Regions from separate parts of the Rattus norvegicus genome. Here region 2 is linked to region 1. The links are chromatin contacts, called in public Hi-C maps. All regions are on one chromosome and are shown on one strand. The core of a region is the stretch at or near the end of the contact, and the rest is flanking DNA. Distances in the headings are between cores, read along the strand shown.

Region 1 (6,804 bases), core at 1,381-3,880:
AGAGGAAACTTTTTTCCCCTCTATCCTGGAGGCTCAGAGCTGAGGCAGCTGTGCTGTCATCCCAGGCCCTCTCATGGCCTTGTCCCCTTGCAGCAGATGGAGCTCTTTCATCCCGTCTGACTTAGTGGTTTATTTTAGGCACAGCCTGACCAGGTGCTCTGGGTCAATAGGCTTAGCTTTAAATAACTGGATTCTTCTCCATGAGTTTCTCCTTCGGCAGCAAGGGACACAATGAGAGAACAAGTCTCATAGGCTAGAGCAGTGTGGAAAGGCAACAGAAGACAGGACAGGAGAGAAGACAAATGAACTCTGACACTTTCTGTCTGACCTCAGACAGGTGTATGGCTTCTCCCCTCAGGGAGCCACCTGCAAACCACAGTTTGGGGCCAGGTTGTATCAACACCCCCTGAAGTCTGACCTCTGCACTCTGCTGTGCATTTGCAGACATCAAGCCACCTAAGTGGCTGGCTTAACACCACAGAGCTCAACCACCAGGGAAGGCTGAACAGCAGAGAGTAAGCAACTACTGGGGTCTGGAGACCTGGGATTTGGGTCTTGGTCTGGATACTTCAAGCCTGGTGATCTTTGTGTGAGCCTCAGTTTCCTAACCAGTTTTAAAGGAGCCTGATGAAACTTTAATAGACTTTATGGGAGATAACAGAGTAATTGCAGGTGAGAGCCCTTTAAACTCCTAAAACACTGTATTAAAAAAATTAAATGCGTCTGGCAGTTCCTCAAAAAGTTAAATGTAAAATTATCATACTATCCAGAAATCCCACTTCTAGTTCTGTACCCCCAAAGAATGGAAAGTGGGGACCCAAAGAGATGTTCTTACGAATGTGTTGATGGCACGGTTATTCACAAGAACCAAAAGTGCAAGCAACCCAAGTGTGCATGTGACGGATGAGTGACTAAACAAATGTTGTACGGACACACAATAGAATACTATTCGGCCGTAAAGAGGAATAAAATGCTGGCACATGCTGCAACGTGGTTAAACCTTGAAAGGATGTGCTAAGGCAGACACAAAAGGAGCAAAGGGTTGTGCTTTCCAGTCATTGTGAGGTAGCCAGACTAGTTAAGTGTGTAGGATGGAGATCAAGGGACAGTTCCAGAGACGGAGGGGAGATTCAGAGACTGGAGGATGGGACGTGGCTGTCCAGTGGATGAAGAGCTTCTGCCTGATTTGGTGGGGAAAAAAATCTGGACACGGGACTTGACAATGGTTGGACAACTGGGGCTTTACTTAGTAGTAAGCTTAACAGATGGTTAAGGTGGGGGCTGGAGAGACGGCTCAGTTTGTAACGTGCTCACTGTGTGAGCATGGGGCACTGAGCTTGGTTCTCCAGGTTTAGTGAGAGAGACCCTGTTTCAAAAAATAAAGTGAAGAGAGATCTAGGGGGAAAATCACCTGACGGATCGGTGTCTACACACACACACACACACACACACACACACACACACACACACACACGCATAAACATCACACATGCATAAACATGCACCTGTGTCCAGGCAAACATGAACACACACCACACACACAAATTTAAAACTGGTTAAAGTGGCAATTTCACACTTTATGTATCTTACTTTTAAAAAAAAAAGCACAGCTTTCAAATTTTAGTTTAAACCGTTAGACATATTTTGGCAAAACCTGTGAATGAGAAAACCTGGTTCTTCACCTGAACTTGGGTGAGACATCTGGAGGAATCTGATAGATAGAACCGCAACCCCCAGCTCCTCCCACCTTTCCTAGTATGCCTCACAGAAAGCCAGGTCAAAATAGGGAGCTGTTTGCATGGAGAGCTCTGTGCTGGCACTTAGTGTATCCTCCGGGTTAGCTGAACCCCCTCTCTGGAGCCTGTGTGGCCTCTTATTTGGGAATTAAGACAAAAGAAGACTTTCGTCACATCAGCCGTCCACATCAGAGTCAGGCATGCCATGGTGCCCGTCTCCGAGCTCGGCAGTGCTAGACTTCCATTTGGTGACTGATGGGGTACCCTCTTCACTTTTGTCCTGACCAGTTTCTGCAAGGCGATGATGCTGTGATGGTGATGGTGGGGGTCGGGGGGAGGATAAAGCCTGCACAGAACAGGCGTTATCTGTGCATTGTAAACGACTGTTTAAAAGCTCACCGTGTATTAGGTGCTAGCGCATATTTCGACAGTGCTGGGGACAGGGTGGACTGAGACAGCCTCTCCAGGAAGCTGACTTGCAGAAGTGACTAAGGGTTTGGGGCAACACATACGTTTGAGCTTTGGGGGTGTAGAGTACCAAATGTCTTCAGAGATCTTAGCCCAGATGTTACTCAGAGCACCCATGCTCTCCCATTCGTGGAGAGAAACTGAGTCGAAAAGAAACAGTAAGAAATGGCTTTGAATGACACGGTCGGGAGAAACCCAGTGTTCCTTGCCCCTTACATGGCAGACTCTTGGCACATGTGTGACATATGCCTCTGTGCGACCATAGGCTCAAAGCCTGTGAGTTACAGGCACCCCTTTCCTCTCTCGACCAGAGGAGCAAGATCGAGACTGTCTGGTCAGGGTCCCCACCTCTGTCCCTGAGCTTGTGGGGCTAAGGGATCCTAGGCTGGGGCTGGAGTAGCACTCACTACCCGGGGTGTCGGGGGTGGGGGGGCGGGGAGAGCGGCCGCCTAGCCCAGCCCCGCGGATGACAGGAGCCGGGGAGCCGAGGAGGGAGGAGCCGCCGCCGTGCGCTGGGCTGAGGAGCAGAGAGAGCGGGGCGCCGAGTGCGGGCGGCTGGGAGCGCGCTGAGCGGGGGAGAGGCGCTGCCGCACGGCCGGCCACAGGACCACCTCCCCGGAGAAAAGGGCCTCTTTATGGCATGTGGCTGGTAACTTTCCTCCTGCTCCTGGACTCTTTACACAAAGGTGAGACCCGCGCTGCCGGCGGCTGGGCGGTGGAGGCGGCGGGGCCGGGATGCGCGCGGCTGGAGGCAAGGTGCGGTGCCCGGTGGGCTCCAGGTGCCCGAGTGTCGGACCCACTCGGGTGCATGGCGCTGGGTGGGCTCGAGAGCTGGGGCGGTTCCGCGAGAAGGGTCGGGTGAGAATCAGCCTGGGACCGCTTGCCAGCCCCCCTGCGCCTGCCGTTTAGGGGCGCGTCCGTGGGGGGGCGGTGGCTAAGGAACCCCTGATTTTCCCACCGCAGCCCGGTCTCAGTTCTGCCCTGGCCCCCTCCCCCAGCCCCTTGCCCGCTCCAGCGGCTTGCTGGAGCTGGGACCCCGGGGTGCCCTGTAAGCCAGGTGGTCCTCGGACCGAGACTTCATCCGGGAGCCCTCAGTATTTGGGTCCTCGGACCTAGGAAAGATCACTCCTACCGTAGCTTCGTGCGCCCCTCGATCGCCCTCGACCCCCGCCCTGGCGCAAATGCCGGCGCACCGCATGGCGCTTATCCGCGCCTGGCTGGGTGCATGCAGGGCTGGGGGACCTAGGGGTCCCGAGAGGTGGGGGTTCCCTCGGACACCAAGTTTGTTCTTCAGACCCAAGAGTCGCCCTCATCTATGTCTCACCCCCGTACCCAAGGCGCTGGCTCCGGCTTCTCTGCGTCTCCCTGACCACCTTAGGCAGCGCGCCCCAAGGTGTGAGACTCTCCGCTCCGGCGCTTGGTCTGCTGGACCTAGGGACAAGTGTTCAGATTGGGGGGCGTGTCCCTTCCCCTGAGAGAAAAGGTTGCTAGGGGTGGGTCCAGGTGTCCGGCATGTCCAGACCTGCTCCTGGGGTTCCGAGCACCTGACCTGAGAGGCAGCGGGGACCGAGGGGTTGGCAAAAGGCAAGCATTTTCGATGGTTACCAATCTGGGCACCAAATCGGGACTTGGGCAGCGCGGGCAGTTGAGCTTCTAGGCTGTGGTAGAGGACGTGCCCCCGGGCGCACAGATGGCGGGAGGGAGAGGAGGCGGCCGAACTCCCGCGCCCTTGCGCTGTAGAGCACAGACGCTCCTCGGCTTTACCTGCTCAACCCTCTGTAACTTTTCTCCTTCGCGCCCAGAGGGCAGGTTCTCCTTTCGCCCCCTTTGCCTGGGTTGACCTGGTCCAACAATAATTCTTGCCCCCCTAGGCAATAGAGAAGGACAGTCAAGAGCCCGGGGGAGGGTCTAGTCCTCTGTTAAAGCCTGGGGATGTCCGGAGTTTGCAACCTGCCAGAGCCCAAAGAAATACCCAGTAGGTTGGGGGAGGCTAACCCTTATTTGTGCTTATGGCCGGGTCAGTCTGATGGCCTACTCCACTGGGATTTTGCCCAGAAGATACACGGGTGCTGGGTAATGGGTGGCCTCAAATGTGAGCAAGGTAATGGACTTTCTCAGGCTCAAGGGGGCCACTGGGGAACACCCCAAGGCTGGTCTAGGTTGTTTAACTCCTTGCCCTCTGAACTCCTGAACTGGCCTCTTCATACCAGCTTAGAGTAACAAGCTTGCCTCCTACCCCCAGTACACACACACACACACACACACACACACACACACACACACACCAATTTTCCTTCTCGGGGCTCTTCCTGCTTCCCTCCACCCTGGCAGGCTGGTTTGGCTCACAGCTTTAATTACGTTAATATTAAATATACATAAGGTGAGAGGCAGAATGGCTTTCTCTCTCCATAGCTCTCACTTCAACCCCCATCCCTTTTCCATTTTGTCAGGCAAGAAACACAGACCAGAGCTCTGGCCACACTCAGTTGCTTTGTCCCTAACCTTGCTCCTGGGAACAGCTCATTTCTCAGCCCTGAAGCCTCCTTCAGGAATACCTGAAGGACTGCACCCACCCCCACCCAGGAGCTCTGCATTAATAAATGAAGCCCCAGTTATTTGATGATGAAGGAGCAGATGGGGATGGGGGTGGAGAAAGACCCAGAAGGCCACAGGGCAACAGCTGGAGGGGTAGAGCCCTTTCCTAGTTAGGCAGGAAGTTGCCACTAGTAGGTCTTGTGGGTAGACAGGAGTTACCAGGTATGGCGGCCCTGGGTGGCCTTTGGGTCTGTGGATCCTTGGCTCCCCTGCCATTTAGAGCACTAGCATCTGTGTTGGGCGCCAGGCAGCCTTGCCAGACAGGCCTATCTTTTCCTTGGTGCCTTAATTGGGTCTTAGGTGCCAGGCTGATCCCCAGGGCCCTGTTCTGCTTGGGGTGGCATGGTAGGTGGGTGGTGGAGGCGGCTGGGGGAAGACGTAATGTGGGGAAAGCAAGAAAGATGGGGCGTGGTTTATTTCTCTTCCGTTGCCAGTCACCCCCGCGGCACCAAGGAAAATGTAAATGCGAATGTTCCAGCCTGTTACAGAAAACAATATCCTCTTGCAATAATTTGTACGTCCATCTGTGAGGAGCGGGAGGCGGCAGGCAGGGAGAAGAAAACAGGAGGAGATGGAGCGTCCTCTGGATGGAATTAAGCAGTTATTGAATGTGTTTTAAGCTTCTGTTATTTCCATTTCTCTCAAAATACCTTTTTTTTTTCTGACGAAGCCTGAGCTCAGCCTGCTTCCCCAGAACTAAACTAGGAAGGTGTTTTAATAATCAGTTATCGAGTCTCCAATAACTGCCTTATTATTGCCAAAACAAATCCAGGTCTGGGCAGCCGGATGAACCCCAGCGAGGCTCTCTCTGTTGTTACATCCAGCGTGCCAGCATCTGTGTTACCCGAATTTGCATTTTTACTGTGTAAAAGAACAAGCTTCCTCGGCACTAAAATTCCTGTTTTCTAAAAGCCAAAATAATGGGTTGCATTGATTTTTTTTTTTCATTTCCCACCCCAACCTCTCGGATGGGGGACTCAGGGTTCCTCTCTCTGGAGAAGACCAAATTAAAAGCCTTTGTCAGGCCATTAAGAAAATCTCTAACATTCCGTTCGGTGTCTAATTAAAAAGAGGGGTTTACTGGGGGAATGTTTTTAAAATCTCGAAGTAGCAAGAACAACTTGGGGGAGGTAGGGGAAGGACCAGCGAACGTCTGGGAGGAGCAGGGCGGGCAGAGGGGCCCTTGCTGCTAGGATAACATGAAGGAAAGACAAGTGCCATGGTGCCCAACAAACATTTCTGGTTCCTCATTTTCCCGGGCATCAACGCCAGCTGCCTTAATCCATTTCTGCCGCAGAACGGGGAGCTCAATTACACACGAAAAGCTAGTAAGCAGTTGACCCAAAGACGGTACTGAAGTTGAGCAGATGCTGGACACTGGCCAGAGCCGCCGTTTTTCTTACCGAGAGGGAAGAGGTGGGCACACACACAGTCAGCTTTGGCCTGGTGATGGTTTGCTCAAGGAGCAGTTGGGCGAGGGGTCCCCAGACACAGGGCGAGGATATGCTTAGAGCATGTCACAGGCATGGAGCCTTTGGCAGGGGGTGTGTACTATAAGAGCCCTCAGTCCCTCCGTGTCTTTAGAGATTCTATCCTTGTGATTGGTTTGGTTCCCTGCCTTGACTGGTGAAACACGACTTTATTTGTTCAGAGAGCTCTAGCCAGTGGTCAGGCCTGATGCTGGAGGTTCTCTCCCCTCTACATTCTTGGAGGAAGTGTTTCTTGGAGGGGAATTTGAAGTAGTTACAAGGGAGGATCCCCTCGTTTACCAAAGTGCTTTCCTAGCTCCTAACCTAGTACATTGATTGAAACCAGGATACCAGAATAGGGTGAACTGCATGCAGCAAGAGATGGCAGGAGGCCAGGAACCCAAGAGCAGGCTCCAGATTTGCATATGATTTGCATGAGGATTTGCATGCTCACCTAGCCAGGCCAAGAGCCCAGCTAGCTAGCCCTGTGAGGAGCATCCTAATCCTAGCTTCAGTAGGAGTTAAGCAGTAGCTTT
Region 2 (6,804 bases), core at 1,802-4,301, 160 kb after region 1:
CTTGCTTTTGGGGACAGTCTCTCACTGGAATCTGGAGCTCACCAATGAGGCTAAGCTAGCTGGACCGAGGCCCCAGGCAGCTTCACTCCTCCACTTCCCCACGCTGGTATTGCATCCATGCCTCCACATCGGCCTTTTACATGGATGCTGGGGGTGCGGTTCAGGTGCTTGTGTGGTGAGCACTTCACACACTGAGCTATCTCCTCAGCCCTACAGGACATTTTTGACAAAACAAATCCTTTCAGTTGGCTTTGTGGTACCCTTCTGATGATGCCACCTTTCAATTTGAAAACTGAAGCTCTGTGAAACTACCTCCCTTCCCCGTGGATACCTAGCTAGTTAGCGAGCGGCAGGTGTAACACGCACACTAGCTCATCTCATCTTTAAATAATCCACTGAGGTACAGTTGGAGTGTGTGTCCGAGTAGGGAAGTGTTTGCCTTGTTTGATGCCCAGAAGGGAAGGACTTTACTACTAAAACCCTGTTGTTCTCTTTGCTCCGCCCTTGGAACCAAGAAACCCTAGTCTTAGAGGGCATCACTGCTGTGCTGGTTCTCACAGATAAGTGGCAGCACTGAGCCACTGGCAATACCTCTCTAGGATTTCTGACACCAGCTATTAAATTTGTTCTTAATGGGTACCAACCGGTTAAGTATCCACCTGGCAGATTGACTTATAACTGAGTCTTCTCTGTGGCTTCAAATGTTTTAATAAGTGTTAAAGGTCATCCAGTAAAAAAAACCAAACAAAAAACTCAAGTAATTTCATCAAAAAAAAAAAAATCTTACCAGAGGGAGATTTTAAATGTTAATTTATTTTGTTTTTGATTTATGTGTGTGGGTTTTTGGGGGTTGTTGACCAAACCCAGGGCCCTGCACATGCTATGCAAGAACTCTACCAGAGAGCCACATCTCAGCCCTTGATCTGGGTTTAAATGGAACCCAAGTTCTCACAGCCATCAACCTAAGCTTCGCCTTTGGGTAGCAAACAGTTAGCTGAAAAGATGGAGTCCTCCGAACTGAGAGAGTTTTCTCTCTCTGCTCCAAAACTGAAATTTGGACTTTAGCTGGGCTATTATATCTTTAAAAGAAAATGTGGTGTGTGTGTGTGTGTGTGTGTGTGTGTGTGTGTGTGTGTGTGTGTGAAAGTTTGAAGGTCAGAGGATAATTTGAACTAGTTCTCTCCTTCCACCATGTAGGGCCATGGGATGGAAGTGGTTGTCAGGTTCACCAGCAAGTGCCTTTACCTGCAGAGCCATCTCCCCGGCCTGTGGTCTCTCATAGCTAAAGCACCTACTATGTGCACCTGCTCCTAGGCGGTGTGTCTTCCACAAGTTACAGTTACCCCTACCCAGCTGCAACAATTGTATCCACTTTGCAATTCAGGAAGCTGAGGCCCGGGAAGGCTTAGCGACTTGCCCCAGATGGAAAGGCTGATAAACAGAAGTGAAACTGAATTCCTTGGTCTGGTTCTAAGGCTGTTCCTCTCCAGCTCCTTAATTCTTCATCCTTGTGCCTACAAGGAGGGCGTCTCTCCTGCCTGTCTAGCTCCAACGTGGATATTTAGGAGCAACGACATTTCCTCGTAGCTTTGGTAGGGACAAGAAAGGAAGGGCTTAAGGAGTGGGCGTGGCAGAATGGAGGCCAAGTCCAAACTGGTAGCAAGCAGACAAGCCTGCCTGAGCGGTGGCTTGGAAACTCCCCTCTGGAGTTAATTTCAGTCACAGTGTCTTCCTATTAAGTGGAGCCGTTGGTTGGCTGCAGGTGTCAGAATGTCCCTGTAAAACGAGAATCCAATCTCATCTTAGAGGGAGGGGAAGTGGAGCAGAGAGAAAGGGGAGAGGGGAGGGAGGGGGGAGCTGGCAGCCTTTACCCGTACCAGTGGGGCAAAGAGCAATTTGTTAGGTCTGCGCTGTTGGTGGCTGATGAAATTCCCACCTAGTTCTTCCTTGTGCTTAGAAACCAGATCGGGCCTAGTCTGCGGGTCTAGCCGCTCTCTGGCTACTCCACGACCCCAGCCAGAGCTTTAGCTGCGGAATCTGGGGATTGTTTTTGGGCCATTCGCATGGGAACCTTGACATTGCCAGGCTGCCTTTCCTAGGACATCCCCCCACCCAGGCTTCTCCCCTCCTCCTGTGACTAGATCTGTGGCAGCAAGAGTTTTAAGCATCATTCTTTCAACAAAGTTATGGGTGAAATTAGCATTGCCATTTTCCACACTAGAAACTGAGGCTCACAGGGAGTTGCCCAGGGTCACAGCTAGAAAAGTGAAGCATCAGAACTGGATCTCGGCAATTTTACCCTGAAGTCCACATGATAGCCCTGCATTGGGCCTCGGGCCTGAATTGGAATTTGCTGAGGAGAAGTGTCCCATGTCCCCACTCTAGGCATGTATAATCCACCTGTAATCTGACCCAACAAGAAGGGATAAGCAAAGCCAGGGAAAACTTCTCCCAAAATGTAGGTAAACTGGGAGGTGGCTGGGAGGGATTTTAGTTACACTGTAACTCAGGCTGGCCTGACTCATTGCAAACTCCCAGCCACCCGGCTGCCTATAGATATTCATCTGTATCCCTTTAAATTGTCCGCCATTTTGGAATAGGACTGCATCAGTGAAGTTCACAGTTAAGTTCTTTTGATTTGCAGAGGCATAACAGAAAGATTAAATGCCTTTCCCATTTTCTTCCAAGTCTTAATTTTTCTGAACCATTTCTCCACGCCATGGTCCAGATTTATCCCAAGGGAACACTCTAGCCCTAGAGGGCCTGCTTCCTCTTTAACTTCCAAGGACCTGGGCCCTGAAGTCTCGTCTCCCAAGGTCAGGCCCAACTGACCTGTGGAAGGTCCCTGAGGAAGGCCAGTCTGGATGCCCATCAGGTGCCCATCTGGGTGCCCAGCAGCCCCATCCCTACAACTACTCTAGGACAGCATCCAAGGCTGCTCTTGAAGCACAATGAGGCTGTTTCCTAGCGACCAGGTTGGACTGAGAAAGCTGAGACCAGCCACCCCGGGCTGGAGGCGAGTCACTGAGCACCAGGCCCTGACTTGGCAGTCCTTGCGGGAAACATATGGGACTGAACAGATGGGCCAGGCACAGGCGCCCCGAGCTAGAACCATCAAGGCAAGAGCAGAGCTGGGGAGGGAACAGAGAGAGAAGCAGGGCGGCGGGTCCGGAATTGGCTCACAGACCAGGCTTGTGACATGTTTAATACTGCTGTGGATAAACAAAGGGACATGGCTTCTACACTGCTCAGCAGCTGGTCTGGGAGGCTTCTATCCTGGGATACACATCCTCTAGTGAGCAGTAGGGTCCCCGAAGGCTCTCCCAAGGGAACCTAGGAACAGCCCACTGGTGCTATTGAAGTCAACCTCAGTAGCAAAAGATCCACGCCTGAATCCTGTGTTCCTGTAAGGCAGTAAGGATACCTCTCCCCTCTGGGATTTTTCCCTCCAGCCCCCAAAGAGGCATCTGTTTGTCTGCAAACACTGATTTTCCTTCATCCCAAATCTGAAGGCACTACAAAGAGAAATGGGGGTCACCTGGTCACTATGGACGAAGGGCCTGTTCGATTGTCTCACTGCATTCTGCAGGGCTGTTTAGATGGATGGTTGTCTGAGGCTGGCTCCGCACCCAGGAAAGGTGACAAGTGGGCATCATCAGCCTGTGGCAGGGGAGGCTTAGGGTGAGCATGGCACCCTGAGGAGCACCTGAGGCATGTTTTCTGAGGGAACCCTTTAGTGACTCAGCTGCTCACGGAGAACTGACCCAGGAGAGAGTCCTGCCCGGCAACTAGATAGTGTGGGAGCAGGGTTCCTTTGTCCCATCTGGAAAAGCCATCCTACAAAATAGGGAGTTCACTACCTTTCCACACCACAGCAGGTGGATGCTCCAGGGAGATGCGTTGTAAGATCTGGGTGTGGGGATGTGGGACACTTTTCTCACAGTTTTTCTTAAAGCAGAACACCGCCGTCCTTGGTAGGTAGAGAGCTCCTGTCAGTGAATGTGCTTCAGCCAAGGCTGAACAACCACCTAGTAGGTTGTTGGAGAAGCCAAGCAGCCATCAGATGAGGTGAAGGCCCCTCCAGCCCAGCAGATTTAGAACTTTAGGACGAAGTTCATCCAAGAGTTCAAAAATCCTATTCAAGTAACTGAATCCAGTGTCCCCGAGTAGCTGTCTTTTGTATATGTGACATCCTCCTGAAAAGAGTGTTGTGGGATCAAAAGTAGCATGGGGGGAGGAAGGGAGAGAAGGAGGGAGGGAGGGGGGAGATTTTCAGATCTGGTTTATCGTGGGTCATCACCAACTGCTCTAGAAACAATGCCCTACATGACTACCTGGCCACAAACAGCGTCCTTCAACAAGATGTAGCAAGACCTGGCTGCTTACTCCCTCCCCAACCTGGAGAGGACCATTCTGAAGTGTGACAAGAGCCCTTCCCTTCCCAGAACCTCTCAGAAGCCTCCTTCCAAATGTGGCCTGAAAACCTGGATTGTTCTGGGTCACAGGGCTGTCTTATGCTGAGTAGCCAGCCTGTGTGAGCCTGGGTTGTGGGTTGTTGGTTTTTTTTTTTTTTTGTTTTTTGTTTTTTCCCTAAATGGCTTAATCTGCCGGTGTTTGTGGAGCATCCTCAGAATCAAAGTGTCTTTGGCGTAATTATTGTTAATTGCACAGACTATTCTATAAACTCATCCAATTAAGAGAAAGTTATTAACTTTATAAAATATCTCAGGCATCCCACAGTGCTGTGTGTAGATGGAATAACAGTTTGAGAGGCAGAGTCAGCATGAAATATCATGCAAATGACGAGACTTATTTACTTCTTTTTAAAAATATCACAACACCGACACCGCTGGGGTAGGTTTCCTCTCAGTTGCCCAGAAGCACTGGAGCCGGTGACCAAGCATGGAGCACACCTCTCCCAACCCAGCATCCACAGAACATGGCACTGTAGGAGCTCAGATAGTCTCAGCTCCTAGGGACTATCTAGAACCCCAGATCCACTCTTGATGTAATGTGTAACCTTCCACTGCCTACCCAACCTCTCTGGACCTCCTGCAAAATAAGCATACTCATCTTTAGCGCTGTTATAATGAAGTGCTGAAGTGGCTATGTCTGTAAAGTGCTTGTCTTGTAAGCATGAGGGCCTGGGTTTGATCCTCAGAACTAACAACTCAACGGACTTAACAACTAAAGCAGATGTCCTGGCACACATTTGTAATCCCAGCACAGGGTGACAGAAGCAGGGGGATCTCTGGGGATTGCTGTTCAGGGAAAGACAATGTCTCAAAAAACCGAAAGAAAAGAAACAAACAAACAAACAAACAAACAGAGGAAGGAAGGGAGGGAGGGAGGGAGGGAGGGAAGAAAGGAAAGAAAGAGAAGTAAAGAAGGAAGGAAGGAAGGAAGGAAGAAAAAGAAAGTAGACAATGGCTAAGGAATGACACCCCCAAAGTTGTCCTCTGGCTTCCATATGCATTTGATCAACTTGCAGAAATACCCACACACACGAATGTATGCACCCACATACAGATACGTCCTCACACACACGAACACACAGGTATGCATAGATACCCACATACACCCTTATACATATGAACATTCAAACGCGAATTACACGGTGTAACAAATACTTTGGAGCTTTGTCTGCTTGTAAGAGCACTCAGCAGATTTGGGTCAGTGTGGGTGTCTCGATTGTTGTTAGAGTTTGGACTGTAGTTCTGAGAACAGCAGGCTCTCCGTGCAGGCTCCCTCTCAGCCGCTGTGCCTCTGTAAGATATTGTCAACTTCTGTACCACTACTCACTACATATTGTTATTAATATTTTAAAATCAATCACGACTGGGCTGTGATCTCTGGAGTAAACGTTTTAATGAAGTGCACTGCACCTGGGTTAAAGGACATAGATTGCAGATGTGCAGCTCAGCGACCTGCCAGGAAGTAAACACACACGCATAATCACTACTCCCCTCAAGGACCAGAGCATCACCAGTACCCCCAAAGGCCCTGTGTTTCCCTTCCAGTACCCCACCCCACGAGAAAGTAAAATAAAATAGAATAGAATCTAATTACAATAGACTGTCAATATGGCTCAGGGTGTCTACTGCCAAAGCCTGGAGACTCGAGTTCAATCCCCAGGACCTACAGATGGAAGGAAAGAAGGGACACTTGCAAGTTGGGCTCTCACTGCCACACATGAACTGTGGCATGCACACAGGCATGAATTCATGCGTGCGCACGTGTGTGTGTGCACACACACATGTGCACACACACGCGCGTGCACACACACATTAATCTTTAAAAACTAAATCTAATTGTGTGAAATGTAGGGGAGGTTGATTTCTCCAGCTTAAGCATATGTCTGTGAGATCTCGCCACTGAGCTCTGCACATGCTCAGCTGTGCATTCTCAGAAGAGCAAGCCATGCTGCTGCCTAGACAGAGCGCTGTTGAGCACCATGGACAGAGACCGACCAAGCCCCCAGCAGGAAAGTGTCTAAGAGCATGAGGCCATGTGGGTATTTCCACTGGAGGCTCCTGCTGTGTTTGCTTGGTTTGGGGCATATCATTGGTTATTCCTGGGGTCCATGTTACATATCAATGCCTGTAAAGGGAGTATAATGGACCAGAGGGGGCTAATGCATAAGACCAAGTGGCCTTAAAGGATTCGTATTTCTTTGAGTTGAAAGCCTCCAAAACGTGTCTTAGAAGCTGCTTTAAAACATACTGTTCATCACTGTCAGCCATGTCACCCTGTGACTATGAACTATGAGCAGAGTTCACAGTTCTTCCGGTCCTTCTGTCTGAC

Evidence for each region. Hi-C and Micro-C count contacts between places; a contact is called where the count stands out from the background.
Region 2: a contact with region 1 is called in a Hi-C map of frontal cortex, with 2.8 times the contacts expected there. The contact joins the enhancer-like site here to the promoter of Dscaml1 in region 1. A contact is called at or near these places in 1 of 12 Hi-C or Micro-C datasets (frontal cortex) and 1 of 1 datasets of contacts at active chromatin or transcription factors (oligodendrocytes).

What each region holds. Positions count from the first base shown.
Region 1 is chr8:54,634,424-54,641,227 of GRCr8, forward strand. Dscaml1 (DS cell adhesion molecule-like 1) reads left to right here and starts at 2,631. Exons shown (of 33, transcript NM_001108141.1): 1 at 2,631-2,890. The coding sequence starts at 2,671.
Region 2 is chr8:54,796,295-54,803,098 of GRCr8, forward strand. All of the region lies in intron 3 of Dscaml1 (DS cell adhesion molecule-like 1), which reads left to right. Among named protein-coding and RNA genes, the nearest start is that of Dscaml1, 160 kb to the left of the region's middle. Within about 2 kb of position 3,052, at least 21 of the 93 cell types and tissues checked have an H3K27ac peak or open chromatin away from gene starts, as enhancers often do.